Linked DNA regions of Rattus norvegicus: region 1 is linked to region 2. A link is a contact called in public Hi-C data. All regions are on one chromosome and are shown on one strand. The core of a region is the stretch at or near the end of the contact, and the rest is flanking DNA. Distances in the headings are between cores, read along the strand shown.

Region 1 (7,419 bases), core at 772-3,271, 56 kb after region 2:
GATAGCCTCATTTTCCACAGTATGCATATATGTGTGAGGAATGTCGGTATCTAAAATGGTGTAAAATCAAGCACCCTCAACTTTAACCATTTATTTTTATCAGCCAACCTCTGCTTGCTTCTGTCCCAGCACAGCCCAAATTGGCCAAAACAAAGAAGGCCTTGCCCTAGGTGTCACTGACCCAGAAAGTTGAGAGCTACACAGTAGAGATCATGCTGATTCAGGTGCAGGGTGCTCTGTCACTTTAGGGAGAGATAAGGGATGGGAAGGAGACTGTGAATCACCAGGCGGTCAGAGGCAGGTGTTATGAGGCCCTGAAGGTGGAGGCAGCAGAGAGAGGTTTGGAGGTGAGCTACAGTTTGTTGCAGGAGCCCTTTAGAAGCTCAGCTGCAAACATGGAGAACGTGGATAGGGAAGAAGGCAGTGAACCTGACCTTGGATTGACCACCCCTAAGCGTTATGTGGTGGGATATGAGCACTAGGAAGAACAAAGACAAGATGGAGCGACCTCCCCTTTTCAGAGGAGCCCGGGAGGGCTGAGGAGCTAGCTGGACCTTAGGGTGAAGTGCAGTAAGAACTTTCAAAGGACGCAGGAGGTGGTCTAAAGTGTGTGCAGATGGAGGACTGGACCTAGGGGTTGGCTTTAGTCTGCACTCATGGAACTCTTGAGGTCTAGAAACAGAATTGCTTGCAAAGGCGATGAGTTTGCTTTACTCTTCTCAACGTTTATGAAGTTTTGTTTCACAGACAGGATTGCAGGCTCCAAGAGTGGATCCCAAAGTGCACTCACTACCTTTGAGCGGGATAGACTGGGTTTTCTCTAGGACGTCTACTTCTATGAACTCTGGACTCGGGAACCAAACTATTTTTAAAAGTCGGCCTTCCTGGTGGGGAAGCGGGGAGAACGGTGTGCAGAACCTCATATAGCACCCCAAATGCCTGCCCCAAATGAGACCAAAGGGATGATGTGTGTTTGCGCGGTGCCGGCCAGAAACGTGCATCCCCGCAGCGAAGTCAGACTCAGAAGCAAACACTCAGGCCGCCACCCTGTCGCCTGCTGAGAGGATCTGGCCGCCAACTCTAGGGGGAAGGGAGGGCAAAAACAAAACAAAACAACAGCAAAAATCCCAACATAATGAATGTCTCCGGGGACAGCTAGCCCTCCCTCAAGCTAACCCAGAAAACAAGCGGTCCACTTTCCCGGGAATGAGATGCGTCCCGGAGTTGAGAAGCCCTGAAGGATTGTCACGGGCTCCCAGAGCCCAAAAGGCAGCATCCCTTGATCGGCGCCCCAGGCTCTGCTCCCAGAGCTGGTGGCCACCACCCAAACGAGCGGCGCCTCGGGCGACTGTTCCTGCAGGATCCGCCAACTGTGCGCGCCTCCCGCCGCTGGGCACCGACAGCAGTGCCGAGAGCCGGACGCGGGCAGGGGCTTCCGGGGCCCGCCGGCGCCCGGACTCCGATTACAGGTTCACACCAGGAGCCCGGCAGGCGCGCCCTCGCGCAGCCCCGCTCCCCCGCCAGGCTATTCTTCTCCATTCATGCGGACGCCCAGAGCTGCCGCCGCCGCCGCCAGCGCGGCCGCCGTCGCCGTCCGTCCGGATTGGCTGGCGGCCGGGGCGCCGGCACTTTCCCACGGCCCGCGGCGCGTGCGGCTCACCGGCGGCGCTGCAGGCGCGGCCCTGGCACACGGCCAGGCCAATCGGGGCGCGCCGGGTGGGGCGGGTCGGTGGCTATTGCCGGGCTGGTGTCCCCGGCCGGCCCTCCATTCCTGCCCGCCGCCGGCCCACCGCCGCCCGCGGCCCCCAGCCGAGCTCCCGCAGAGCCGACGCACTGCCGCCGGGCAGGGGCGGGCTCCAGGGGCGGGGCGCAGCGGGCCTGGTCTGCTCGTCCCGCCCCACTGCGGCTGCCAATCCGCGTAGCGAGGCGCCGATTGGCGGGAGCCCGCGGTTGCCCGGGAGCCGCGGCCCCGCCCCTGCCCCAACCTCCCCGCCTCCTCCGCCCTCCCCCTATCCCTGGGAAGGGGCGCAGCGTGGGAAAGGGATGGTTGAGTTTTAACCAGAGGCTGAGCGTGAGTGGGATCAGTGTGCACGCACCGCCTGCAGCCGAGCGCCGAGCGGCCGCGCAGTTAACTCCTCCCTGCCCGCCGCGCGACCCTCCTGGGAGCCCGCGCTCCGCCACCATGAAGAGAGCTCACCCGGACTACAGCTCCTCTGATAGTGAGCTGGACGAGACCATCGAGGTGGAGAAGGAGAGCGCAGACGAGAATGGGTGAGTTAGCGGCGTCCGGCCGATCCGGAGCCGGAGGAGAGGATGGGGTGCGCTGGTGCTGGGTCCCCATTGCCGGGAGTCGTGGGCCGGCCGCTTCTGGCTGTGAGCGATCCTCTCCGCTCTATCCAGCTCAAGTTGCCAAAGAAATCTGAGTGTAGGAAGGCTCTGACTCCTCATCCTTTCTCAAGGCAATTGCTTCCCATCTTACAGAAACTTGAGTTCGGCGCTGGGTTCCATGTCCCCAACCACATCGTCCCAGGTTTTGGCCCGGAAAAGACGGAGAGGCGTGAGTATCTCCCCCCCCCCCCAATTTAAACACATATGCACATTGTTATATTAACTAACGGAAAGAACCACATTGCTCCTCATTGGAATGTACAGTCATAATGGAAATGCCTTCCTTTGTTTTTGTCTGCTTCCCATAGATCATCGAGAAGCGCCGACGAGACCGAATCAATAACAGTTTGTCTGAGCTGAGAAGGCTGGTACCCAGTGCTTTTGAGAAGCAGGTAATGGAGGAAGTATGAGAGCGCCTAGTGTAGCCTTCAGCACCTTCTGATTTCCTCTCCTCCATGCTTCTAACCTCCATTTGTGCCAGGTCGTTGAACGTCCTTACACAAATTCCAACAGATTTTTGTGGATACATCTCGTTTTGCTTTTGTTTACGTTTGTATTTTACATGTATGCATGTTCGTGTGCATATTTTAAGTTCTCCAAAAGCACTTGTGTCGAATAAGCCTCTTGTCATCTTCTTAGGGATCTGCGAAGCTAGAAAAAGCTGAGATCTTGCAGATGACTGTGGATCACCTGAAAATGCTGCACACTGCAGGAGGGAAAGGTATTCCTCTCCAGCTCAGCTGGCTCTGCGCGTGGAGGGAGCAGCAAGCGCAGTCTGGGATTGGTGCAGTCCCTGCCTGCTTTTGCTTTGGGGGTGGGGAGAGAGCTGTATGTGATTGCCAACCAGTGCACCTTCCACAGCACATGGGTTCTTGAACAGCGAATACATCACCCTAGTCCTCTCTCAATGAGCTAATGCACCTTTCAGCAAGTGCCTTCTCCAGGAGCTCCTCCAGTTGTGACAGCCCTGATTTAGGTCAAGTCAGTCACATTTGTCTGTTACTATTTAAGAAAACCTTGGGAAATGGCTTGTTAAAAACAACAACTAGATAGCCTCATATAGAGGATTTAGAAAACGAACTGCCAAAAGAATTTGGAGGAAAGAGACCTGCTGGGGCTAAGTAGAGAAAAAAAAATCTAACAGGGCGAGAGACTGAAGTCGGTGTCTGTCTCCAGCCCCCAGATTCTTCACCAAGGACCACGTGCCTAAAAGCTCCACGATGATAACTTACATCTGTGTGTCTAATGAATTTCACTGCTCTGTGGTTTCTCTGTCCTTGATGTATTTTTTGTTGTTGTGGAGGGAAAACATTAAAGGAGAGAACATAGTTTCAACTGCTGGTAGGGTAGAATTCCAATTTCTGCCCAGCAGCTTCTAATTGGACTTTGAACTTGCATTAGCAAACATATAATGTTGATTAATGCAAAGATTTTGGTCAGCTCCAAAGTATTTGGGCTTGCAGGACCCAAGCATGATCTGTGCTGTTTTATTCCTGTACGTAGTTGCCAGGAAGGGCTGCCTTTGGAGTGGAAGAAATTCAGGAAATGAGCAGAGCCTTGAAGGTTTTCTTTTGTTTTTGTGCACAGGTTATTTTGACGCGCACGCCCTGGCTATGGACTATCGGAGTTTGGGGTTTCGGGAATGCCTGGCTGAAGTTGCCCGTTATCTGAGCATCATTGAAGGACTCGATGCCTCCGATCCGCTTCGTGTTCGCCTGGTCTCCCATCTCAACAACTACGCATCCCAGCGGGAAGCCGCGAGCGGCGCTCACGGGGGCCTCGGACACATTCCTTGGGGAAGCGCCTTCGGACATCACCCACACATCGCACACCCGCTGCTGCTGCCCCAGAATGGCCACGGGAACGCTGGCACTACGGCGTCACCCACGGAGCCGCATCACCAGGGCAGGCTGGCCTCTGCCCATCCTGAGGCGCCGGCCTTGCGAGCGCCCCCTAGTGGCGGCTTGGGACCAGTGCTTCCCGTGGTGACCTCAGCCTCCAAACTGTCGCCGCCACTGCTCTCCTCCGTGGCCTCACTCTCAGCCTTCCCCTTCTCCTTCAGCTCCTTTCATCTACTGAGTCCTTCGACACCCTCACAGGCAGCAAACCTTGGCAAGCCCTATAGACCTTGGGGGACAGAGATTGGAGCTTTCTAAAGAACTGATGCTGTAGAACAAGGGAGGGGAAAGCTTAAAATCCCAGGTGTGCTGGGACAGTTGCCAACACCACCTTAAAGTCGTCAGTAAAGGTCAGGAAAAAGGTACATTTTCAGATAATTTTTTTCTAAAGACTAAAGGTTTGTTGGTTTACTTTTTTCTTTAATTTTTTTATCATGTCATGCATTAGCAGTTTTAAAAAAATTAGTTAATTTTTGTTTAAAAGATCCAATTGAGGTAGTGATTATGAACCAATACTTTGATCTGTTGACTGTTCTGTGCCTCATTTACTGTATAAATCTGTCTGTCCAAGAATGATTCCATTTGCCCCAGCTTGGGGAAATCTTAACATTAGTGTTTGGGATCTGTCTCCCGGCTCTGTAAGTTGCAATCTTTTGAGGATTCGTTTCCCAAACCACTATGCTCAATGTTAACATGATTTTGTTAATACGTTGACAGATTAAGGTGTTGTACAAGTGATACTCTTTGGGGAGGGAGGGTCAGCAAAGCATTATATTTCCAAACAAAGCGTTGACAAATCAGATGATCAGCTTTATTCTAGAGACATTAGCTCTCTGCCTCTTAGAGCAGTGAGGTGAGTGGACAAACTCGTCAGTGGCTCTCTGCCTCTTAGAGCAGTGAGGTGAGTGGACAAACTCGTCAGTGGCCCTGAATCCAGATGAACAGCTACTGTGGCCTGCCCGGCCTTTCTGATATTTCAGGTTTAGAAACAGCCACTGGTAGGCTAGGTCCCCATTTGGAGCGGTGGCAGCAAGTAAGACAATTATGTAGACCACGCCTGCACCTTGCAGACCCCGGCCATGCAAAGCATTTTCAGTCTCTCGGATCTCAAGTTCACAAGGGTCGACTTGCAGAAGTGATCGTAGTCCAAAAGCAGTCAGTGCCTGTTAAACACATTACCCGCTTTCCCTGGAACTGCCGTATTTTCTTTTAAGTGGAAATTTTTATGTTGTGTTTTCCTATTTGGTGCATGAAAATGTGGTTCTTGCAATACTTAAAAGGGCTTCTCTGCCTTCTCATTCATTTTTAAAATTTTGATTTGGACTCTAAAAGTATTGTTTTACAGGCTTCTCCCTTTAGCAGGTGTAGTTTGAACAGCCTCCTCTAAACTGGGTTTGACCTCTGTTGTACTGATGTATTGTGACTAAATAAAAAGCAAACGACAATATTCGCTGCCGTGTCTGTCTTCCTTAGCCTTTCCCCGTGTTGACTGAGAGAAACCTCCAGTTTCTTGGTTTTCATTTTTGCCTCACGATTGGTTTTCGTCCATTTGCCAGTTTCATTATTCTTGGAATTCTAGGCTGTGTGCATTTGTACCACCAAAGGGAGTGACTTTGTTAGACTGCACTGCTTCTTTGCTTGGCCTCCTGGGAGTGAACTGTGGCTGATCTGACTGTCAGTCAGGTGGTCTGCCCCTGAACTGTCTCTAGACTCAGATTCAGGCTGGGCTCTGCAGTTATTAGTAATCACTTTAAGCTGTGGTCGATCATTTGATGAGTGCTGAACGCACCTACTGTGCGCTCAGTTCTTTGCTGACAAAACCAGACATTTCATACGTCTATTTGTTTTTGTTTTTGTGGGAAAACAGGACCGCAGTGGCCTTGTAGCTGAGCCTGCAGAGAAGGCTTGGTGTAGCATTGTGATGAGCAGTTGGCGGTCTGTAATTCTGCACCTGCAAACTTCCAAGGAGTCTTCCCTTGTCTAGTTTCTAAGGAACGCACTTAACCCTTGGATCACGCTGTGCTCCTGACGGTGTGTTAGGAAGCAGACATATGCTTTAAGTTAGAAAATAATGCTACCATGACAGAGGCAGTAATTGGCCACAGAAGAATGCCTTCCAGTGCCTTGAAGATCCTGCCAATGGAGGGGCACCGCCTCTCAAGCAGTTTGCCTTGATCCCACCAGTGGCAAAGAGGAGAGAAGGCAGAACCCACTCTGGCAGGCGACAATAGTGTTCCTTTACTTTGGGCAACGACTGCGGTCGACCTCCCTGATGAGAAAGCAAAGACAACACAAAGCGAAGTTTAGACTTTGCAATTGGGCAATAGCTTCTGGGTCTCTGGGAAGGGCAGGAGGCTGGCTCTTGGGTTTCCAATGTGAGGATGCCATTCAAGCCTTTGCTCTGTGGCCTCAACCATTGGTCTCTCTTGAGATCCTTGGCTTGGTCCTCAGCATTGCCTGTGCCGGTGCAGACACTCTCTGCCTGTCACAGGGCTGTGATGGAAAGTGTTTTGATGATCTTGCCAGGCATGTTTAAATTTAGCAAACACAGCTTTCGGTGGTGCTACCGCGTACCGAACAGCATTGTGCTTTCTTTCACTCCCACAGCGTGCTGATACCTAGGCTGATGGCTGCTAATGCGGTTTGCAGAACGAGCTGTGGAAGTGTGAGATACCTAATGTGTCATCCTTGTCACCAGGACGATGGCTGTGTCATGATCTGGTAGGGAGTACTTGTGGGGAGAGCAAGTTCTTCCTTTCTCTCTCTCTCCCTTCACCCTTCTCCCTTCTACCCCAGGATCATCTCAAACTCTGTGTGTGGGTTAGCCAGAGTGGGAGGACGGAATTACTATGTCCGAGAGCCAGCAGAACTGTTAGATTACAATAATTCACATTTTGAACTTATGCATTAAAAATTAACACCAGGGTTGTCAGTTAGTGACTTGAGTCTGTGTTTATATCATATATGATTTTTATTCACCCACCTGTATAATCTACCAGAATGAATAATCATTTTAGATGACTTATATATTTATTTCTTGAAGATGTATTTAAGTGTGTAAATATTTTTCCTGTGCACTATCTGCACTGTGTGTGTGTGTGTGTGTGTGTGTGTGTGTGTGTGCACTGTGTGT
Region 2 (6,527 bases), core at 252-2,751:
GCCTGCCCTGACACATCATTTCTAATTATGACGCCTCTGAAAACCCCTACCCTTTAGATTCATTGAGCTTATAAAAGGGTGGGGCAACCCTGTGCCTTTCTGTGCCTCCCTGCCCCTAGGTAGGAATCCTCCCCTTGCAGGAAGTGCAAAGCAAAGTTCAAAGCTTTTGTGGTCAAAAGAAAGTGCGCATGATCCAGTATAACATGATTAGGTAACAGTCAGGCCAGTGCCAGGGCCCCTGCATCACTGGCCAGTTCGGCCCTCTGCAGTACCGGCCTTGCTAAAAGAGATTTACCATCTCTTGCAAATCCGAACTGAGAATACTAATTGGAGACAAAGCTGCTTGGGGCATTGGGTGTTGGGCTGTGCAAGGATGGAGACTTCTAGAATATGTCCGAGGAGATGTCCTCACAAAACACAGAGGTTAGCTAAAGGATGAAGCTTGGGGCGGGGTAGGGGGTGGGGAGTTGGCGCAAACAAGAGGGACAGGAGTCCAGGGACCTCAGCGCGGGCAATGGTGGGTTATCCATGACAGTCAGGCTTGTTCGCTCACTGAAAAACAAGCCCAGGTTCAATTTATGTTATAAGCAGCCTAAAGGGGTCATAAATCTTTCTGGGCATTGAAGATCCATGGAAACTCCAGCCTGATGTCTTTTACATCTGTTTCGGGATCTCAGCCTCTCTCTCTGCTGGCTCTCTGCTTTTTCTGCTCACAAGCCCCATTCAAGCGACTGAGTGGCAGGTATAAAGTGATCTCCCTTGGAGCATTGGAGATGAGGGGTGAGCGTCCGGGCAGTAGGCAGGCCCCCAGGGCTGGCCTGCTGACACTGTAAACTGACACCCGGAGTTGGTGGAAGGGAGGCGGCGACGGGATTGACAGTGTAAGTGGGCAGCACACACAGCCCGCTGGAGGCAGGCGGCGGGTGGGAGAAGGCTGGCTGAGGTGGGTCACACGGAGATTGAATTTCAGCTGAATTAGATCAGAGCTGTGGGAAACAGCTCCTCCTTCACACACAGCCGGTCTCATAGGAAGACGTGGGAGGGCCGCTGGGGAGACAGAGGCAGGCAGCTGCGATGGGGTACCAAAGTCAGCCCTCAGCAGCTAACAGCTAACTTAATTACTGTCTACCTCTCCCCAGTGTGCAGGCCAGACTTCGCAGGCTGGAGGGGGTGGGGGCGGGGTTAGACAGAAAGGCTCTGTGGTGTTAAGGAAAGATGGGGCAGCCAGAGTCTGCTTGTCTAAAGGAGGAAAAGCACGCTTAAGAAGGTGTGGGAAAGGCGTGCAGCTTTGAGCCACAGCTGCCAAAGGCAAACTCCAGGAGAGATTTTGGTAGCTCTCCCCCTACCTTTAGAGTTGGATGTTTTACAACATTTTGTAAACAGGCAATGCAAGCTCTCAGAAAGGTGGCTGCTGTTGTTTTTTTGCTGCCCTAACACTACAGACCAAGCCTCCCATTCGCTTTCTTGGTTTACGAATTCCCCCACCCTCCCAGTGACCCAGAATACCAGCTTTTCTTAGGGAGGCCTCCAAAGGAAGGAAAACTGGGGGTGGGGTGGGGGGTGGGAGGGGAGGCATTTTAAAATCAAAGTAGGAACACTTCCAGTTCTAGTAGAAGGGTAAGAAGTCAGATGCTTTGAAATCCACCCCCTCCCTCAGCAGGGGTGGAAGAGCCTTTCCAGGAGGAGCTGGCACCAGAATGCTTTTCTCCAGGGTAGCCACGGCCTGGCATTTGGTAAACTCCAATTGAATTGGAGCCTTCAAACGATCTTTTATTCTTTTCCCATCCCTCACCAAGAGGCTAGAGGCAAACATTCCTGCAGCAGCTACCCCAGAACCAGGCAGAGAACACCACCTGAGGTCTGCCCTGGGTTCCCTAATCTTCTGATTTGCACATCAGTTTTGAGCCTGTGGCTGCTGATAAGGAAATGACCCCAGACCACTGCCCACAAAGGCCTCTGTTAGGAGCTTGCTGTGTGCCCTCTTGGTTTTGTACATGTCCTGGGCCTAAGGAAAACTGGCAACTTTCCCCAGGGCATGGATGCAAGGCTGTGCAAAACCATGATAACCAGGAGGGAGACCAGACACTGTGCATCACTGAACACCAGGCTTGAATTCTCCATGGTCAACGCTTTGTTGAATGATGTAGGGCGTGGTTTTGGGAGATGGATACCCACAAGGTTCCATCTTGTGGGGAAGAAATTAGGGAGTTCTTGGTCATCTGAGTGGTATTATGATATGCTGTAGAAGTGCCCCTTAAGTCCCAGAAAAAGATTCCTGGATTTAAGAACTACCGCTTTATATTAAAGATTTTTCAAAGCTAGTTTTGGGGGCCATTGGCTCCCCTCAGTCTCAGGCTCTGACAAGTAAACAAGCCTGTCTCCTCTGGGGTACACCACAAGAGAGCCTGGTTGTTGACTCACACAGCTTAACGGTAACAACTGCTGGGAGAGGACCAAGCTCTTGATGAGGCTGCTGAGGCTTCTCTCTCTCTCTCTCTCTCTCTCTCTCTCTCTCTCTCAGCTCAGTGCTCAGGGATACCACTCATAAGAAAGAGGAGAAGAAACACAAGTAAGAACCTTAAGAGCTTCCAGCTCAGTTAGACTCGATGAAGCCATTGAACAGAGAACCGGATCGTACAAGATCTAGATCCACAGATAGGAAAATGCCCAGCTTAGGACAGTGTCAGCCCTGCTTTGCTGGGATAAGGAAGACTCGTAGGGGATCTTGCATTTCGGGCATCGAGCATTTTGGAAAAACTAAAAGACCACAGTACTCAGAACCCATTCTACTTTCTGGAGCCAACGCTCAGGTGCAAACTGCAGGCATGCTTCTTGGCCTTAAGGGAACCCAATTCTGATGAGTAAGTTGATTTCCCAGAACAGCAGTTGAGAATGTTATTATTCCCCAACAGCTGAGGTGTCTGTTTAACATATCAAAGCAGACCTGGCCTCCATGTTCTCCCAGCATCCTTCAGTCCATACCCAGTACAGCATTATCCTCCCCCTCTTTACCCTGAACGTTCCAGCCCAGGGCAGCTGGGCTGCCCTTCCCTCAGAGGCTCTTCCCCATGTAATTCATACATTTTGGTTACCTGCTCTCTCTGCCCCTTCTTTGGTCCCTGGCTGCTATACTTGGCTCTCTTTTTTCTCTTCCTTTCCCCTTCTTCCTATAGGGTTCAGGGTCATGGCCACTCTGGACTCTCCCAGATGTGTCTGCCTCTGGCTATGCCCTCCCACATCTCTATGACAAGCTTTCTCCTCCACCATACCTATGAGCAGTCATGTCCTTTCCTTCCCTTTTTATTTCTTTTTCTCATTCAGTTATGATTTAATTAGGGCATAGGTATGATCAATGCATACATCGATCTTTACATACTCATCACTGCTCTGCCTGTTTGTTATGAGGCAGGATCTCAAGTAGCCCAGGCTGGCCTCAAACATGGAGGCAAGGATGACCTTGAACCCCCAAGCTTTGACCTCTCCTTCTGAAATGCTAGTATTATAGGCTGGAGTGAGTCCTCAGATCTAGTTTGTCTCAAGTAGTCTGGAAACAACCTGTGTGGGGTTCTAATTGAGCTCAAGTTCCAAATGAGTGTAGAGGTGCAAAGGTGGTGCTCACCAACAAAGGTTAGAAGCAGAGAGCAGCCACTGTTGAAGACCAGCTGGTCTATTTCTGAGGCCCACATGCTAGGAGGAGCTGGTGCTTTGCCAGAAAGTGAAAACCAAAAAGCACCTTCAGCATGCTCACTGTTGTAGGGTCTAAAAGAAAGAATGCATTTTGGTTTTGCTTTTTATAAGGATTTACTTAATTAGTTATGCACCATGTTCATGTGAGTGCCCAAGGAGGCCAGAAGAGGGCGTCTGATCCCCTGAACCTAGCTTTCTAGGTGGTTCTGCGCTACCTCATGTGGGTACTGGAAACTGTACTCAGTTCTTCCTCTGCAAGAACAGCACGTACTCATAGCTGCTGTGCCGTCTCCCTTGCTCCAAGAATGTATTTTTGGTAAGTGCATTCTATATTAAGATACAATGCATGCTTTTGATCCCAGCACTTAGGAGACAGAGGCAGGCAGATCTCTGTGAGTTCAAGGCCAGTTTGGTCCACATATCAGGTCTCAAAGAAGCCTAGGACAAAGCTCACTCAATATCTGTGGCTCCTCCAAATACTTTCTTACCTTGCCCCCTACTCTAACCCTCTTCAGCTCAGGGACTGAGCTTTGCTTCCCCTCCCCCAACTTCCCTTTCCTGTATCTTCCTACCATTTCAGCTAGCGCTCTCTCTTGGTCTCTTGGTCCTTGGCTGCTCTCTTGATCTGCTTCCTCCCCTCCCTCTTGCTCCTTTCTTTTCTCTTCCTCTCTCATTCTCTCCCTCCCTCTCTCCTCCCATAGCTTGGTTCAGTCTGGACAGTTATAGATGCCTCTGGCTCTTCTCGCCCTCATAACTACAATAAAACCTTCTCAACCATGCTTTGGAGTGGTCATGTCCCTTTCATTTGCTACATAGTAAGTTCCAAGTCAGCCAGGACTACATAATGAGACCCTGTCACCAAAAAAGAAAAGAACAGAAATATTATTGTTTCTGCCATGAGCTCTCCTTAAGCCTGTGCTACTTGGGGCACCCAATGGAGTTTCCAGACTTGAAAATCTCATTGACAGCATACATAACTCCCATGGAGAGAAATGTAGCTGCTGAGAGCGTCTTGAGTCTACTGGGAGATGTTTGGTATAGTTAGAGCTCAGGGTGGTGACATCATATGGAAAGTTCCCTGGTTTTTGTTCAGCTTCTGTGCTCCTATATCTTCAGTTTAATAATGGCACACCGTAGAATCAGGAGAAGGTGATGGCCAATGGGTCACTCTGTGCCCTTCACTGCTGTCATTGAATTGAATATCATGAGTAGATTATTTCAAATACTGCCCCATTCTGTCCCCTGTATCCCACCACTGTCTGTCCCCACTCATCCATCTGTCCATTTAGCTTGCAGAGAAGACCTCACCTATGGCTGCATGGCAGTCCAACTCTGTGGGAAAGAACAGAGTAAACCTTTTGAAAGGATTTTGAATCAGTTCCTCAATCCTAGGGAGAGTAGGGAGCAGGGTGTCCCGACACTTAGGACCATAAGGGCTCTCCTAGAGAAAGTGAGCTTTATGTGTACAGTGGAGAAGTGGACTCCCCCTCCCCACCACCCGCTCAGGGAACCTGAGGTTCCTTCATTGGTTGGAGCATGGGAAGAGTGGCAGGCAAGGGAGGCTGTGGCTGACATAGGACAGGAAAGTCACCCTGCCAAGCCCCCAGGCTGTGTGTGGAGTCAGAACGGAGATGAGGTCAACTTGGAATGACAATTGCTGGCACTCATGGAGCACTCGCTGTTTTCCAGGCACTGTTCATTTAGTTGACCAGTACAATAGCCCTGTGAGATGGGTAATAGAAGCCTATTTTGCAGATTAACAGGGAGATAAAATATCTTACCCAAGAGCTTAGACCAACAGAGTGCCTATGTCTCACAGCCTTTTCAGTCTGACCTCTACACAGCACAGCATCTGCTGGTTAGCAGTTGGTCAGCACCTGGGTGGGAGCGCACAGTCAAGACTCAGGACAGGGTGACTCCGGAGCTCAGCTCTGAAGGCCGCCTCAGACATGTGGAGGGAGAGCGCGTGCTGGACTCTCCTGCTTTAGGCCAAGCAGTGTGAAACTACAACCTTTTCACACCCAGAATGCAATGCTGCAGACAGTGACCACGTTGGTTTCACTATCAATATGTACTTACTACCAAGCACAGCATCTGGCACACAGCAAATGCTTATTAAATATTTATGAAACAAATATTTACATTGATGTATTGATTTTAGCTGTTGATTTTATTATGAGGGAATAAAATCTTACTCCTTCAAAGTTGCAAACACGATTTTTTCTTTTCTTTTCTGCGTTAGATAGGGTCTCCTACCTTGAACTTGCTATGTAGTCAAGAATGACCCTCGTCTTCTGATCTTCCAGCCTCTACCTTTCAAGAGCCAGGATTCTAAGGATGGATCACTTTGCTGGGTCGATTCAGTTCTGGGAATCAGCCCCTAGGCCTTGTGTGTGCTATGCAGGATCTCTAACCACTGAGTACACTCCCAGCTCTGCATTGTCCTCTTGACTTACAAACCGACAAGAAATTCTGCTAAGCCTTGTGACATACATGTATTGGAAGCTTGGACGCAGCTGTACGAAGCCAACACTTATAAAATGGTGGCTTCTTCCAAATTTACTAACCAGTGGATGGTCGGGATGCACTAACCAGTGCATGTTCCCCTTGCGATGCCTGGATTTGCTTTAGGTAACAAGTGTGTTGTCCAGTTTCGAGACTTCGATCTCCCTCTGTGTTCAGTTAAAGTGTTTCACAGCAGGGTTCCCACGTCACTTTCAGAAGCCAGTGGTCTTCCTTATGAAATGCACTGGCGCCTCAGGCCGCTCCTCACAATCGTAAACAGTGTTGCTCTTTCCTTTGCAAGAAGCAAGAAAGATGGTGGAAACAGAGAAATGTGT

What was found. Hi-C and Micro-C count contacts between places; a contact is called where the count stands out from the background.
Region 1: a contact with region 2 is called in a Hi-C map of frontal cortex, with 2.4 times the contacts expected there. The contact joins the promoter of Hey1 here to the enhancer-like site in region 2. A contact is called at or near these places in 4 of 12 Hi-C or Micro-C datasets (Schwann cells, frontal cortex, mammary epithelial cells and 1 more) and 1 of 1 datasets of contacts at active chromatin or transcription factors (oligodendrocytes).

Annotation. Positions count from the first base shown.
Region 1 is chr2:95,001,914-95,009,332 of GRCr8, forward strand. Hey1 (hes-related family bHLH transcription factor with YRPW motif 1) reads left to right here and starts at 2,022. Exons shown (of 5, transcript NM_001191845.2): 1 at 2,022-2,271; 2 at 2,482-2,557; 3 at 2,697-2,780; 4 at 3,028-3,109; 5 at 3,976-4,544. The coding sequence starts at 2,183. The coding sequence ends at 4,544.
Region 2 is chr2:94,946,195-94,952,721 of GRCr8, forward strand. No RefSeq gene overlaps it. Among named protein-coding and RNA genes, the nearest start is that of Hey1, 54 kb to the right of the region's middle. Within about 2 kb of position 1,502, at least 33 of the 93 cell types and tissues checked have an H3K27ac peak or open chromatin away from gene starts, as enhancers often do. A contact at or near this core is called in Schwann cells, where this site is marked.